Regions from separate parts of the Mus musculus genome. Here all the other regions are linked to region 1. The links are chromatin contacts, called in public HiChIP or PLAC-seq maps. All regions are on one chromosome and are shown on one strand. Each heading gives the region's core, a stretch centred on a gene start, on an enhancer-like site or on the middle of the called end of the contact. The rest is flanking DNA. Distances are from core to core; before and after follow the strand shown. Region 1 overlaps Anxa11 (annexin A11). Region 2 overlaps Zmiz1os1 (a long non-coding RNA gene). Region 3 overlaps Zmiz1 (zinc finger, MIZ-type containing 1).

What was found. HiChIP or PLAC-seq counts read pairs in DNA pulled down with a chosen protein or histone mark.
Region 2: a contact with region 1 is called in a FOXA1 HiChIP or PLAC-seq map of pancreatic cancer cells. The contact joins two enhancer-like sites. A contact is called at or near these places in 1 of 484 Hi-C or Micro-C datasets (CD8 T cells) and 1 of 115 datasets of contacts at active chromatin or transcription factors (pancreatic cancer cells).
Region 3: a contact with region 1 is called in a FOXA1 HiChIP or PLAC-seq map of pancreatic cancer cells. The contact joins two enhancer-like sites. A contact is called at or near these places in 2 of 115 datasets of contacts at active chromatin or transcription factors (memory CD8 T cells and pancreatic cancer cells).

Annotation. Positions count from the first base shown.
Region 1 is chr14:25,860,652-25,863,388 of GRCm38.p6, forward strand. All of the region lies in intron 1 of Anxa11 (annexin A11), which reads left to right. Among named protein-coding and RNA genes, the nearest start is that of Anxa11, 20 kb to the left of the region's middle. Within about 2 kb of position 1,325, at least 112 of the 459 cell types and tissues checked have an H3K27ac peak or open chromatin away from gene starts, as enhancers often do. A contact at or near this core is called in memory CD8 T cells and pancreatic cancer cells, where this site is marked.
Region 2 is chr14:25,364,019-25,366,755 of GRCm38.p6, forward strand. All of the region lies in intron 1 of Zmiz1os1 (a long non-coding RNA gene), which reads right to left. Among named protein-coding and RNA genes, the nearest start is that of Gm41113, 14 kb to the right of the region's middle. Within about 2 kb of position 1,388, at least 34 of the 459 cell types and tissues checked have an H3K27ac peak or open chromatin away from gene starts, as enhancers often do. A contact at or near this core is called in pancreatic cancer cells, where this site is marked.
Region 3 is chr14:25,526,156-25,528,892 of GRCm38.p6, forward strand. All of the region lies in intron 2 of Zmiz1 (zinc finger, MIZ-type containing 1), which reads left to right. Among named protein-coding and RNA genes, the nearest start is that of Mir3075, 6.9 kb to the right of the region's middle. Within about 2 kb of position 1,351, at least 120 of the 459 cell types and tissues checked have an H3K27ac peak or open chromatin away from gene starts, as enhancers often do. A contact at or near this core is called in memory CD8 T cells and pancreatic cancer cells, where this site is marked.

The DNA of each region.
Region 1 (2,737 bases), core at 75-2,574:
GTAAGTTTGAGGCCAGCCTGGCTGGTCTACAAAGTGAGATTCAGGACAGCTAGGGCTACACAGAGAAACCCTGTCTTGATAAAAAACAAACAAACAAACAAACAGAAAAAGTGGGAGCTTGGTTGGTGATCATTGGCTATAGAAACCACAGGTGTGTCCTGATTCTTAACTCCATGCTATTCTGTCACATGAGCGTGAAGCTCAGCCTCTGAGATTACTGTTGCCAGCATCAGTAGGTCCTGTGCAAAAGTATAGTGTAGTGGCGAAAGCCCTGGGATTCAAAGCCAGGAGGACAGGATTTGAGTCCTGCCTCCACCATTCACAGATACCTGGGACCATAGAGGCTTGCTCAGGACTCCCTGGTCCAGGTCCTTGGTAGGTTGGGCCTCTGGTCCCCTTGCCTGGACAGGTACCTTCAAGTATTCCATGCTCCCACTTCCCCTAAGATAATCAACACCTGAGTGCTGTGTGTTGGCTGTCATAGGAACTCAGGGTTAACATGTAGTGAGAGAGAGAGAGAGAGAGAGAGAGAGAGAGAGAGAGAGAAAGAGAGAGAGAGACAGACAGAGAGAGAGACAGAGAGAGACAGAGAGAGAAGACATACACTTAAGAGTTGATAGTACTTAGAGACATGAAAAATTACCCAGGAAATAGTTTATGGTGCCTGGAATTTTCTTAAACAAACAAGCAGGGCAGTGGATAGGCCTAGAGCAGTGGTCCTCACCCTTCCTAATGCTGCAACCACTTGATACAGTTCCTCATGTTGTAGTGATCTCCCACCTATAAAATCATTTTTGTTGCTACTTCATAACTATAATTTTGCTACTGTTATGAATCATAACCTAAGCATCTGATATTCGGGATGTATTTTCATTAATATGAAATGACCCAAGGGTCATGACCCACAGGTTGAGAACTGCTGGTCCAGATGAGTGGCAAAATTGGCCTTGAAGCAATGTTTTTTGTTTTTTTTTAACTTTAGTTCTTTTAATACATCATTTAGTTTTATCTTATGTACAATGGTGTTTTGCCTGTCTATCAGTGTGAGGTGTCAGAAGCTCTGGAACTGGAGTTGCTTACAGACAGTTGTAAGTTGCCATGTAGGTGCTGGGAATTGAACCCAGGGCCTCTAGAAGAGCAGTTGGTGCTCTTGACCACTGAGCCACCTCTGAGCCATCCATCCCTTCAGCTCCCTGAAACACTGCTTTGCTGAAGCTGAGGGTTGAGCATCTGTTGTCCTATTCTGCTTATAGATAGTCTACATGCCAACCATTGCTCATCAGAGCCTCGATCATATGAGTCATTTCGTGAAACTGCAAACCATTGCTGCGTATGCGTGGTACGAGGCCAGCCCTGATGACTCTGAGTGTGTGCTTACGTAGGGACTGGGTGTATCTGACTGCCCTCTTCCCTCAAGCCAGTAGCCCGATCTTCCCGGAGAGGGAAGGAAGTTCTGTGGGTTGAGACGCTAAAAGTTCTAGAAACCTCCAGTTTAAAACCTGTCCCCTGTATCCCTGTACCATTTCTCCTGTCCTTGGAAGGAGGCTCTGTCAGCCTCCTGGGGCCATCAGACCAATGGTTACCCGTGTAGGGACTCAGCCCTGTTTGGGAAGAGGGCAGCTTTTCTGACTGCTACCCCAGATCACGTTCTACCACATCCTGGCTCCTTGATCTGATGTGCTCTAGTGACAAATCCAAGGGCTGTGGGAGCCAGATAAGTCTCCACCTCCATCCTGGTGACCTGAGACAGATAAGTAAGTTCCAGGGTAGACACACACTGCACATAAATTAGTAAAGAAATAACATACGTACATATAGAATTAAAAAAGAAAGGGAAAGGGTTTGAGGCCAATCTGGGCTGCATCGCAACACTGTGTGTGTGTGTGTGTGTGTGTGTGAGAGAGAGAGACAGACAGACAGACAGACAGAGACAGAGACAGAGAGAATATGAAAGAAAAAACTTACCTGTTTTCAAACAGGTGAACCAAATACATATGTGTGTATGTTTTTATATATATGCAGATGCTTTGTAAATATATGCATACATGTATGTGTGTGTTAACTTATAGGTTCGAAGGCTTAGTGGTTGCCTCTGGGAGAGGGGATAGTGTCCTGTCCGTCTGCCTTGGGTTTCTATGGATTGCTTATATTTTGTATTTTCAAAATAAAATTTACAGACTCTTGTCTTTTTGAGACAGCGTCTTCCTGTTTAGCCCAGGTTGGCCTTGAACGCATGATCCTCCTCCCACAGCGTCCCTACTTTTGCCAGGTGGATTATTTGCATGCACCAGCACCCCAGTTTGTGCCGGGCCGGGGATCAAGTCCTGGGCCTCACTGAGCCAGAGGAAGCAAGCGCAGGACCAGCTGCAGCCCGGCTGGCTCATTGCTGGCTTGATGTCCGGTAATGCTTAGTTTTCTGAAGATTGGATTGCAGTGTATCCATCCATCTGCCAGTGGGCAGTTGTGGCTAACACTGCTACACTGGGATCTGAGCCACAACCCCAAAGGCTTGCTTGTAGGAAGCGTGTGGGGTCTTCATTAGGGGTGCTCTTGAGGAATGTATCGAGATTCTAACCCTCCCTTTTCTTCCTCTCCACCCCTCTATTGAAACTTCTGAAACCCTGTCTTAAAATGAACCTTTCTTCCTTCTAACTTGTTTATCGCTGGCATTTTGTTACAGTGACAAAAGGCTGGTTCACACTGTCATCCTATAAGTTTTTATCTCACTTGGCCCAAT
Region 2 (2,737 bases), core at 138-2,637, 500 kb before region 1:
GGATGAGATAAATGCCACATTCTGTATGTAACTCAGTGAGGAAATCCAGAGATGAAGGGTCTATGTCATGCCTCAGGATACCCCACTCAAATGTGATGGCGATAACTTGGCCTCAAAGTCCTCCACTGTGATGGAAGTCTTCAACCTAACCACCTCTCCCATGTGACTGTCACAGCTCCTTCCTTACACAACCCTAACTACCTGGGCCTCTTCAGATACAGAGGCTAACTATGCAGGTACGTGTTCCTGTCTCTCTGTGTCTCTGTCTCTGGGTATGTGCATCTGTCTCTGAGTTTCTATCTGTCTCTAAATTTATCTGTCTCTCTGAGTGCCTCTGTCTCTCTATTTCTCCCTCTCTCAGTGTGTGTGTCTCTCTCTCTCCTCTTTCTCTTCTCTCTCTCTCTCTCTCTCTCTCTCTCTCTCTCTCTCTCTCTCTCTCTCTCTCTCTCCTTTCTCATAGACCAAAGACTCCCAGCTGGCCACTCCAGACTGAAGAAAGTAGTCACAAAGCCTTTCCCAGACTGGCTTTTCAGGGTCTCAACTACTGACCCATAGATCTCACTGTTCCCTCCCAAGACAGGAAGGACCTCTGCAGTGACAGTGTCCCACACATCTAGAATTGAAGCCCTGAGATAGGAGGAGTGGAGATACAGGGATGGGGTAAGAGCACAGAGGCAGAAAGAGCAGAGATATGCCTGGATCCACACATTGGGATGAAGATAGTAAGCAGTCTAGGCAGCCACGGGAACCATGAGGGTTTGATGCTGACCTGTAACTGAATAGCCAGGAAATGACAGAATGCTATAGGGGTGGAAAAGACTAACCCAGAAGCTCTCATGCCTGACCCCACATGGGATTCACCTAGGACCACTTACCCCTTCTAACAGCTGGCCACCCTAGACCTATTAAGTTGGAACACCTGGAGAAGAAAGCAGACATCTATATATTTTAGGATCCCTGGGAGATTCCTGAATGATTCAAAGTTTGTCGGCCACTGGACTGCACAGCAGGGTTGGAACTATGAGCTACCACACCCATTGTACAGGCCAGAAAAGCAATGCCTTGGAGGTCTCCATATTCTCAGACATAGGGATTCAAACAGGTCTGCAGACCAGGCTCTACCCTCAAGACCAGCCTGTTCCCACATTGAACCCTAGAGATAACCACAAAGAGACCAGGATCCTGACTCCCAGAGTTCCAGATCTGCAGAGGTTTCCTGAGAGAGTTTCTAAGTTGGGGGGTAGGGGGGGACGTGTCAGCAGGCAGGAAGGATCCCAAAGACAACATGGTGGGGAGTGAGTGTTGCAAGTTAGGTGCAGGTCTATGTACTGGCCAGCTCACGCATTTCTCGTAAAATCCAAATAGTCCTTGGCTCGAGCCCAGGAACCTCTCCCATCTGACTTCATTCTCTGGCATGCGGGGGGTCTGTTCCTGGACTGTGGGACCTAGACATGGACTCTTTATCTGCGTCTTTCCTGACATCGCTCTAAAGGCGGTGGCTTAAAGATAGCTTCCTGGGGATTGGGGCTTCCTCCTCCTGGTCTATGCTGAAAACACAGATGTCCACGTGATGCCCAGGCTACAGTTGTCCTGGAAATTAGAAGGGCTCATGACAGTTCCCTTTCTCCAGTCCCCAACCTATCTATACCAAGGAACCAGACCAGCCAAGTTTTAAGCATGGAACAACATACTCTCTCACAGCCCTCCAGAGTGGAGCGGGAACTCCAGTTCAGCTGTAGCCACATGTTGGGTGACCTTGAAGAAGCTGCTTAACTCCTTTGAGACTGGACCTAATGATAATAATGACCCTCATCGCTCAGACATTATGAAGTCGGGGTTAAATAAGGCCCATGAAAACTGTGGTGCCTTGGACATATTATTTTATTTCTATTGCCTCAGCTAGCCTGTCTTTAAAATGGGAACAATTATACTTAAGAAGGATAAAGTAAGGATTAAATTCTTTAAAATGAGTCAATCTACACAAAGTGCTTAAAACAACATCCAGTCTATCTGCCAGGCCAGATGAGGCTCTAAGCGTGGGGCTGGCCCAGAGAGGCTCAGGAAAATGCCTGCCTCCTTTCTACCTTCCAGGCACTTTGCAGATACAGGCAGATCACTTAGCTGCCTTCTGACAGCTAGTGGCTGGCTCTGAGCCAGCTCTGTAAAAAACACTGGAAATTGTGCCTACTTTCTCTTCTCCCTTTCCACAGGAGATGGAAAGACAGAAGCTTGAGCATTGGGCAATCTTAACCTTGTCCTGCTGTGTGATCCGAAGTCAAACACTGGAACTCACTTGGAGATAGCTGGGCACGCCACCATGCCTGCCCCATAACAACCACTAGACTGCCTCTCCTGCTGCCCTCGCCCAGGGTGCCCTAGAATAGCGGAGAATGATAGACCACAGGGTCGTTCTGTTGCTCTGTTCATTTGGGAGGGTTTTGGTACAGGATAAAAAGAAGCAGGCACCAGGCTGGCCAAAATTTCCACCAATGTCCAGGTAACATGGAGCCCAACTCCCACGGAGACTCTGAGGGTCAAAAATGTTGTGTCTTGCCATTGACCCAGGAGATGTGGAAGAGTGTGAATCTGACCATAGGTCATTTGACCCCATCTCACCCAGTCTTTCACTAAGCCACACTCTTCAGGAACCATCTGGAAGTTTCTGCAGAAGTACCTGGCTCTGAAAGGGACAGGGAACAGGGAAGTCATTGCCAAGCTATTTCAGGTCAAAATAAAC
Region 3 (2,737 bases), core at 101-2,600, 330 kb before region 1:
ACGGGTAGGGGCTTCTCACCCTGCATATGCATGACTGGGCTCCTTCAGACAACCACTGACTTCAGGCACACAGGAGACACCTCAGGGCAGGCCTGTATGCCGGAGGCCCAGATTCCAGATTCTTTGTTCAGGATCTGCTGCCAGTTTGGTGGTCCCCGCAAGCAAGTCACGTGTCCATTCTGGGCATCATCTGTAAAAAGCCAGGGACAAGAAGACACTTTGCCTAGCATAAGCAGTCAGTGAAATAAAACCCTTGGCAGAGGATGAGCTAGTGACTGGTGAGAACATCTGGACTTGGGTGACCACTCACAAGCTCCTCACACATCCCTGAGGGTGAGGAGGGCCCTCTGTCCGTCTTCCAGCCCAGCAGGTGAACCATGTCTGAGCTTTGCGTTTCATAGGCAGGGGTGTCAGGTCATTGGATCTGAAAAGTGTGTGTGTGTGTGTGTGTGTGTGTGTGTGTGTGTGTGTGTGTATACATGAGCATGTAGACGTGTGTGTTTGTGTGTGCTATGAGAAGGTCCTCCTCCCTCCTGGCAGATACCTGAGACAACCTCTTCAAAGCTGCTTGGCACCAGCCCAGTTCAGTGTATATATGGGTGTCTTCCCAAGGCTTCCAGGGAGTGGGTCAGGACTCCAAGGAATGTGGGTTAAGACTTGGAAGGGTTAAAGGAGATAGAGGGGTGTGCTTTGAACTAATGTACCTGTTAATGAACAGAGAGAGGGGAAGTTCCAACACGGAAGCCGCTCGGTCTCAGGATCCACTCTGTCAACCTGGCCTCACAGAGCCTTTGTCATTGCTTGGTGTTGTTGGGTGATCCCTACAAGTCCGACCAAGGGGACCAGAGCCTTCCCAGGAACAGACATGCAGAGGGACGATGACACAGTGCCCTGACGTCCTTAGACTGGGCAGGCATGGGTTCTTGGGAAGAGGAATTGGCAGTGTGCACTGGACGCAGGGCCCCTGAGTCACAAAGAGACAAAGTTAACCAGAGGGCCAGGCCAACCTTGGTCTCTTGTGGACTGGAGTGGTTGTCCAGGGCTGACACCATGCCCCTCACTTCTTCCTCTGGTTGTCTCCCTGCCCCACCCACCCCTAGGTGGATCCCGTTGTTACACACACACACACACACACACACACACACACACACACACACAGAAAGAGAGAGAGAGAGAGAGAGAGAGAGAGAGAGAGAGAGAGAGTACAGAGAGAGAGTGCCATGGCCCTCTGTTCTTTGTGGGAGTCACTCTGGCTGTTACACTGAGTTTTGGGTACAACCCAGAAGTACTGGTAGTGGGTGGAGTCACAGGATGGATGGTTATGAGTCAATATTGCTAAGCTTGTGTGTCATCAGACTGCATGCTGGGCTGGCTTCTCCTGCTGGCTGCTTTTTCTCACCCACATATGTGGGCTGCTCCTCCGGATGGTGCAATGCTGTGTCCAAAAGCTCAAAACAACTCAGGTCAGAGAATCTGGAGGCTCTGCTCCAGGCCCCAGGAGCCCCAGCCTGGTGTGATGCCCTTGATCTCTGAGATCTATTCACAGTGGCACGGAGTGGCCATGGGCACTTGAGAGCTCTCAGCCCTGACCTCATGAGAGACTCTAGACAGTTTTGAGTGATAATGGACTCAGATGAATAAAGGCAGACCCTTGGGCAGCAGGCTGCCCACTTATGGTTGGGGTAGCCTCTGGTGGCTGTCCTCTCTACTCTCCCCAAGAGCCCTGGGATGACAGTCCTGTGGACTCAGTTCACAGTGCCTAAATCTAGTACTGAGTCCAATACTGTCACTTTCTGACCCTAAGCAAGTGGCCTCCAGTATCTGAGCCCATATTGCCTCATTTGTGCAGTGAGGACGCCAGTCCCCACCTCATGGAATTGCTTTGAGTGTGGGGGTATAAGTTTGTTTACAGTGGGTGCATATGTATAAACAGTATCTTTAGACTAGGCCTGGAGTGGGGCAGTAAGCACCATGTGTCAGCCCACTGTCTCTAATCCAAACATGGCCTGTAACACTGAAGCCAGTGCTGCTTCTTTGTATCCAGCTAAGTCCTTGCTTTGCTCTGTCTCTGTTGCTATAACAAACTACTTGAGACCAGATAGTTTAGAAGGAATAGGAGTTTCTTTGACCCATATTTCTGGAGGCTGAGGAGTCCTAGTACATAGTGTTAGCATCTGCTGAGGGCTTCCCAATGAGGTAGAGGGTGCTCCATTGCCAGACTGAGCTCTTCTGTGACACCACTAATGCCATCATGAGGGCCCCACTTCCAAGCCATGAACACATAGACAGTGGGGACATATTCAAACCGTAAAATTGGGGTGTCTGCAAGACTAGTATCAGGTGCTAGAGCATCATGAAAAGACTACCCACCTCAAGCAATATCCTCGTGCCTTCCAAGCCCCCAGGGTGTGTGTTCTGTCAGTCCTAAGGATGAATGGGCAGGTGAGGGTGCGCTTCTCACCCCGACACTGTCTTCAGATTGCTAGGATGAGAGCCTCCCCCTGAAAGAACGTGGTGGGGCCGGGGAGGGGTGGTGATCCCAGCTTCTGTAGAGAAGGGCAGCTTACGCCTACAAGAAGGCCTGGCTGGCATGCTCCTAACGATCACAGGACCCTCCAGGACAGGGAGACAACCTGTAATGGGTGTGCCCTGGCCCAGGGATGGATGAGCTGATATCACATCCGTAATTGGTGCAGGAAGATGCAGAGGCTGAACTACGCTGGCACCTTCCAGGGCT